Linked DNA regions of Sus scrofa: region 1 is linked to region 2. A link is a contact called in public HiChIP or PLAC-seq data. All regions are on one chromosome and are shown on one strand. The core of a region is the stretch at or near the end of the contact, and the rest is flanking DNA. Distances in the headings are between cores, read along the strand shown. Region 1 overlaps IRF2 (interferon regulatory factor 2). Region 2 has its middle 84 kb from the start of ENPP6.

What was found. HiChIP or PLAC-seq counts read pairs in DNA pulled down with a chosen protein or histone mark.
Region 1: a contact with region 2 is called in an H3K27ac HiChIP or PLAC-seq map of alveolar macrophages. The contact joins two enhancer-like sites. A contact is called at or near these places in 2 of 2 datasets of contacts at active chromatin or transcription factors (alveolar macrophages and skeletal muscle).

What each region holds. Positions count from the first base shown.
Region 1 is chr15:45,659,400-45,662,479 of Sscrofa11.1, forward strand. The region is part of intron 3 of IRF2 (interferon regulatory factor 2); the gene reads right to left. Among named protein-coding and RNA genes, the nearest start is that of IRF2, 32 kb to the right of the region's middle. Within about 2 kb of position 1,467, at least 1 of the 83 cell types and tissues checked has an H3K27ac peak or open chromatin away from gene starts, as enhancers often do. A contact at or near this core is called in alveolar macrophages, where this site is marked.
Region 2 is chr15:45,524,064-45,527,154 of Sscrofa11.1, forward strand. No RefSeq gene overlaps it. Among named protein-coding and RNA genes, the nearest start is that of ENPP6, 84 kb to the left of the region's middle. Within about 2 kb of position 1,703, at least 45 of the 83 cell types and tissues checked have an H3K27ac peak or open chromatin away from gene starts, as enhancers often do. A contact at or near this core is called in alveolar macrophages, where this site is marked.

The DNA.
Region 1 (3,080 bases), core at 217-2,716, 140 kb after region 2:
GGTTAACGAATCTGACTAGGAACCATGAGGTTGTGGGTTCCATCCCTGGCCTTGCTCAGTGGATTAAGGATCCGGCGTTGCTGTGAGCTGTGGTGTAGGTCACAGACGTGGCTCGGATCCCTGCGTTGCTGTGGCTCTGGCATAGGCTGGCAGCTACAGCTCCGATTAGACCCCTAGCCTGGGAACCTCCATATGCCGTGGGAACGGCCCTAGAAAAGGCAAAAAGACAAAAAACAAAAAAAAAACTTTACTGTATTACAGAAAATGTTATGGGCTAAATTGTGTTCCCCTCCAAATTCAGATGTTGAAGTCCAAAACCACAGGACCTCAGAATGTGACTATGTTTGGAGATAGGGCCTTTAAAGAGGCAATTAAGTTAGAGTAATCAGAGTGGGCTCTAATCCAATGACTCACGGTGTCTTTTTTTTTGGCCACGCCCACAGCGTGTGGAAGTCAGGGATCAAATCTGTGGCACAGCAGCAACCTGGGCCACTGCAGTAACAACACTGGATCCTTAACCCACTCCCTTCAAGGGAACTCCCAGTGACTAATGTCTTTATAAGAAGAGATTAGGGCACATAGACAGCAACCCATGGACACACAGAGAGATAAACATCTGAATACACAGCAAGAAGGTGGCCATCTGCAAGCCAAGGAGAGAGGCCTCGCTAGCCCCTTAATTTCAGACTCCCAGCCTCAGCACTGTGAGAAAATACATTTCTGTGATTTCAGCCACATAGTCTGTGGTACTTTGTTGTGGCTGCCCTGCTAAACTCATGCAGAAAACCTATTAGCATGTTAGTGATTAGTTTGGCATATTCTGGGATAGTATTAATAATCATTTTAATACTTTTATTAAAATTTATCCTAGGAGTTCCCATCGTGGCTCAGCGGAAAGGAATCTGGCTAGCATCCATGAGAATGCAGGTTTGATCCCTGGCCTCACTCAGTGAGTTAAGGATCTGGCGTTGCTGTGATCTGTGGTGTAGGTTGCAGATGCGGCTCACATCTGGCGTTGCTGTGATGTGATGTAGGCCAGTGGCCATAGTTCTGATTTGACCCCTGGCCTGGGAACCTCCATATGCTGCTGGTACAGCCCTAAAAAGCCAAAAAAAAATTTATTCTGGAGTTGATCCATTTTTATTAGTCACCTAGTATCACTGATTTATAAACACTAACTTCCCTTACCTTTGCATGAGTTCTGTGCACCTGTTGCACACACATCCTCAGACGGCCAGACTCTGCCATTACAGATAGACAAATGCTTTCTATGCATTGCCCGGCTGTGCTCCTTATTATGCTGGCTGGTGGTTTTGTGTGATGTCAGTGTAGCTAAGCTGGAACTGTGCATCCCAGAAAACCTAGGCAACATTTGGAAGACGGAAGTGACCTGGTGGCTGTGTTTATCGGAAGTTAGAAGGTTGATGTAGGGCCTGGCACTGTGGTAGCTCACACACAAGATAGTGCCTCTGCTGGCTGACCTGACATTGCAGGGCTGCAGCTCAGCCTCCAGCTTCAACTGCTTCTTCAGCTTCTCTGAATGCTTATTAGGTTTGGATGAAACTCCACAGCAAAGTGCACCAGCTCTTCTCTAGGTCAGCTTCATCATCGAAGTTGGAGGACTGGAAGCACGAGAGGCCAAGGCGGCAAGCAGGGGTTCTAGTACATCCATCCACACAGCTTCAAGTTTGTGCCTGCTGGCTTCACGTCTCCACCTCACATCAATCTTCCCCTCATGAACTGGTCCATCCTGCTGATTTCAGGCCCAAGTCTTGACTTAGTACAGACAGACTACACGGACTGCATAACTGGCTCCCATAATCGCATATCTTCTAACCCCCTCCAATACATTCCTTGTTTCCATCAAAGTGGTTTTGCTCCTCTGATCAAACTATGCTGATACACATTTTGGAAGCAGACTGATATAATAAAAACCTAGAGCATTTGCACTGACTTTGGGACTGACCTTGAACGTCTGTCAGTGAAGGCTCAAATAAACATAGGGAAAATATTGTTGGAGTCTGGGGAAAAGTAGACATTTTTATATAGTGGTGGGAAGTTTAGCAACACTGACACTTGAGGTAACTTGGAAAATAGAAACCATACGGATGAACTGTGTGACCTCACCAAGGAAATGTCCAAGAACAGTGTTGCCAGTGCCACCTGGCCTCTTCCAGCTCTTGCAATAAAACAAGAGAGTATAAAGATAAGCTAATGAATAAATAATTAAATATAAAGGTGAAAGGTCTTGCTGAGTTTGAAATGGTTTTTCATTCCCAGATGACAAATCTAAAATTAAGAAATGGCTTCTAGATCTGGTTCTGGTCAAGATGGAGTGAGCAGATTCCATGGTCTGTCTCCCACTGATTCAACCTAAAAACCCTAGACAGAATACATAAGGCAACTAATGAAGACTCGGAAAAGAAATAATAGTGGGTAGATTGGGGAGGAAAGTCAAAACTCCAAGAAAATCCAATAAGATGGTGAGTGTCTTGGATTTTTTTCCTTCCACATCTCTTGGCATAGATGCAGGACAATCTGGGACTCAGAATTACTCAAGTTGTACAGTCAGAAAAAAGTCCAAGAGAAACTCTGATCAAAGGAAAGGACAGAAGGAGTCATGAGAGAATTCCTCTGTTTTTGCTCCTCCCAACCTGTCTTGATGCCACAAAACATTGAAATTCAGGGGTCTTGGGGAAGGGATAAGAGTAGCTTGCATGTAGAAGTGGGTGGCAGAGGGCAGACTGTGGCAGACTGTATCACCCAAAAATGGCCATAACAGTATCTCCCATCCCACACTCTCTTTTAACAACATGATCTTGCCATCTCCCATCAAGAGGTGGAGTCTAGGAGTTCCTGTCGTGGCTCAGTGGTTAATGAATCCAACTAGGAACCATGAGGTTATGGGTGCGATCCCTGGCCTTGCTCAGTGGGTTAAGGATCCGGCATTGCTGTGGACTGTGGTACAGGTCACAGATGTGGCTTGGATCCCGAGTTGCTGTGACTATGGCGTAAGGCCAACAGCTGTAGCTGCAATTCGACCCCTAGCCTGGCACCCTCCATCCATATACCCTAAAAAG
Region 2 (3,091 bases), core at 453-2,952:
TTTGCCCCTCCTGGAACCCCTGGGCTCTTGGTTTGCAAAGTGCAAAGCACCAACCTCAGACGGTTTCAAATTCTGCAATACAAATCCCCTTACAACATCTAAAAGCAGAATCTGGTGTGGCTGATTGTTTTTTTTAAGTTTCGGAACTTTTATTTATTTATTTATTGACCTAAAAAAAATAAAGGGCTGCACCCGCAGCATATGGAGGTTCCCAGGCTAGCGGTCTAATCAGAGCTGTAGCCGCCGGCCTACACCAGAGCCACAGAAACTCGGGATCCGAGCACCTACACCACAGCTCACGGCAACGCTGGATCCATAACCCACTGAACAAGGCCAGGGATTGAACCCGCAAACTTTTGGTTCCTAGTCAGATTCGTTAACCACTGTGCCATGAGGGGAAATCCCTATTTTATTTTAAAATTTTTTTTGTCTTTTTAGGGCCAAACCCAAGGCATGTGGAAGTTCCCAGGCTAGGGGTCAAATCAGAGCTGCTGCTGCTGGCCTACACCACAGCCACAGCAACATCAGATCTGAGCCTAGCCTGTGACCTACACCGAAGCTCACGTCAACGCGGGATCCTTAACCCATTGAGTAAGGGCAGGGATCAAACCCCAGTCTTCATGGATACTTGTCAGGTTCATCACCACTGAGCCACAATGGGAACTCCCCGTGTGGCTGATTGTATTGGCCAAAGATGGAAAAATAACAGCATCTCCCATCCAGGTCCTTCCAGAACCTTCCCACTAACAGTCCAGATGTAGTGTCAAATTCCCATTCCCTTGAATCTGAGTAGAGTAAGACTCTGTTGTTACCAGGAGAAGACAGTGGCCATGATGCTCTATGACTCTTAGGTCATAAAAGGCCATGGGGCTTGCTGAGTCACGTGCCCTGGGCGTCCTGAGCTTCTACACTAGAAGTCCACCTACCCTGGAGCCACCATGCTGTGAGGAAGCTCCAGCACTTGGAGAGGCCCTGGGTAGGTTCTCTGGTCCACAGGGCTCATCTTCAAAGGCTCCCAGGGCAGGCACTAGACATGAGAGTGAAGGAGTCTTCAGATGATTTTATCCTCAACTGCTGACACCCCCAGCTGTCTAGACTCCTCAGTATCAGGGAACAGAGGCCAGCCATGCCTGCTGTCTAAATTCCAAACTCACAGAATCCATGAGCATAATAGATGGTTGATTTAAACTCCTAAAGTGGGGGATAATTTCTTATGCAGCAATAGTGCTGTGTATTTCCTGATCCCAACCAGGGCACCATACGGGTATGAGCAGTATACGTATTTTCACTGACTTTATTACTCTCTAAGAGTATTCCTGAATCAGAGTCATCATGATAGCCATATGTTATCAGAAGAAAAAGTATCTGAGAGGAGTAAATCACTTTTCTAGAAGAGAAAATTGAGCAGAATCTCCGTGCCTAAAGACCCCTGAAAATGGGCACAACTTCCCCCTCCCCTATAGCCCCCAGGGCGAACTGCCCTCGGAGCACAGGAAAGACCACCACCCTGCATGGCAGGAGCGGTCCCTGCAGGAGAGAAGCAGCCAAGGAAGCTTATCAGACAGATAAGGGATTTCCAGGCAGTCTTGGGAAAAGCCCTTTCTGTTGCACCTTATTTACGCCACACTATGGAGAAGACGGCACACACACACACACTGCCCCGCTGACAAGAGACGGGACTTCCTGGTGATTGGCTAAAGTAATTACTGCTAGGAAGAGAAGGGAAGTGTATGCTTCCGGAGAGTTTTGCTTTCTGTGGCTGAAATATGAGGAACTTGGCAAACATCCCAGACCAAGAAGTCTCTGTGCCAGCCTGATAGCCTAACACACCAAAGTCACCGAAGCGAAAGTGAGCTGTCCTTGCACAGCATCCTTCTTGTGTGGGGAAGGGCTGAAATGCAAAACAAAACACAGTAGATTTTGTAATACTATCTGGACAGTTAAGTAGGCAGCTATAGATGTTGTTAAGACACTTAGGAACCCAAGCGATTATGATTTAGACTCTTTGTTGGTTTCCCTAAGACATCTGAACAATTTTGCACAAACCAGGATGTGCATATCAAGTTCCTGTCTATTCTTACCCAATTAAATTAATTCATCAAGAAAGAATTACTGAGCAGGTAATTCTAAAACCATTCACTTAGATAAAGAAATCCAAGAAAGAACTTTTAAAAATCGGTAGTGAGCTGGAGTTCCCGTTGTAGCTCAGCAGTATCGAACCTGACTAGTGTCCATGAGGACTTGGGCTCGATCCCTGGCCTCACTCAGTGGGTTAAGGATCTGGTGTTGCCGTGAGCTATGGTGTAGGTCGCAGATACGGCTCAGATCCCGTGTTGCTGTAGCTGTGGTGTGGGCCAGCAGCTGCAGCTCTGATTCGATCCCTAGTCTGAGAACTTCCATATGCCACAGGTGCAGCCCTAAAAATCAATATCTATCTATCTATCATCTATCTATCTATCTATCTATCTATCTATCTATCTATCTATCTATCTATCTATCTATCTATATCTGTAGCGAGTGAATGCTTCCTTCCACATTAGCTGGGATTTATTGTACATTATAAATCTACTCAACATTCAAGGATCCAGACTTCAGTTTTAAATACCAGCCTTCCTTCTTCTGGTCCAGAAAGGTGTAAACATGCCCTGAATGTTGGTTTAAAGTAATTGGTTTTGATGTTATCACCTACCAGACACCTTCAATTACCTGGTCACTGCATAACCAAGCCTCCGGCATACCCGGGCTGACACGGTGGGAGAGTCAATCAATGAAGCATCTTGTATTGGTTAAGATGGTGCTGGCCGCTACCACACCTAAACCTTCAAATCTCAGTGGCAAAATATTATTATTTATTTACATGAAATACAAAATAGTATTTATGAAACGTATCTCCTACTCAGGTAGTGTTCAACTGACACAGGCAAACACAGGCAGATCGCCTCACTGCACCGTCAGGTGGAGACCCAGCTGTAGGGGCAGGTCTGTCTTCAGGACCTGGGCAGCGATGCCGCCCATGGCAGTGCCATCCAGCCAACATGCAGGATAGAAAGAGCCAAGGGGAAGGAGGGAGGATGTCATAGGTCAGGCCTGG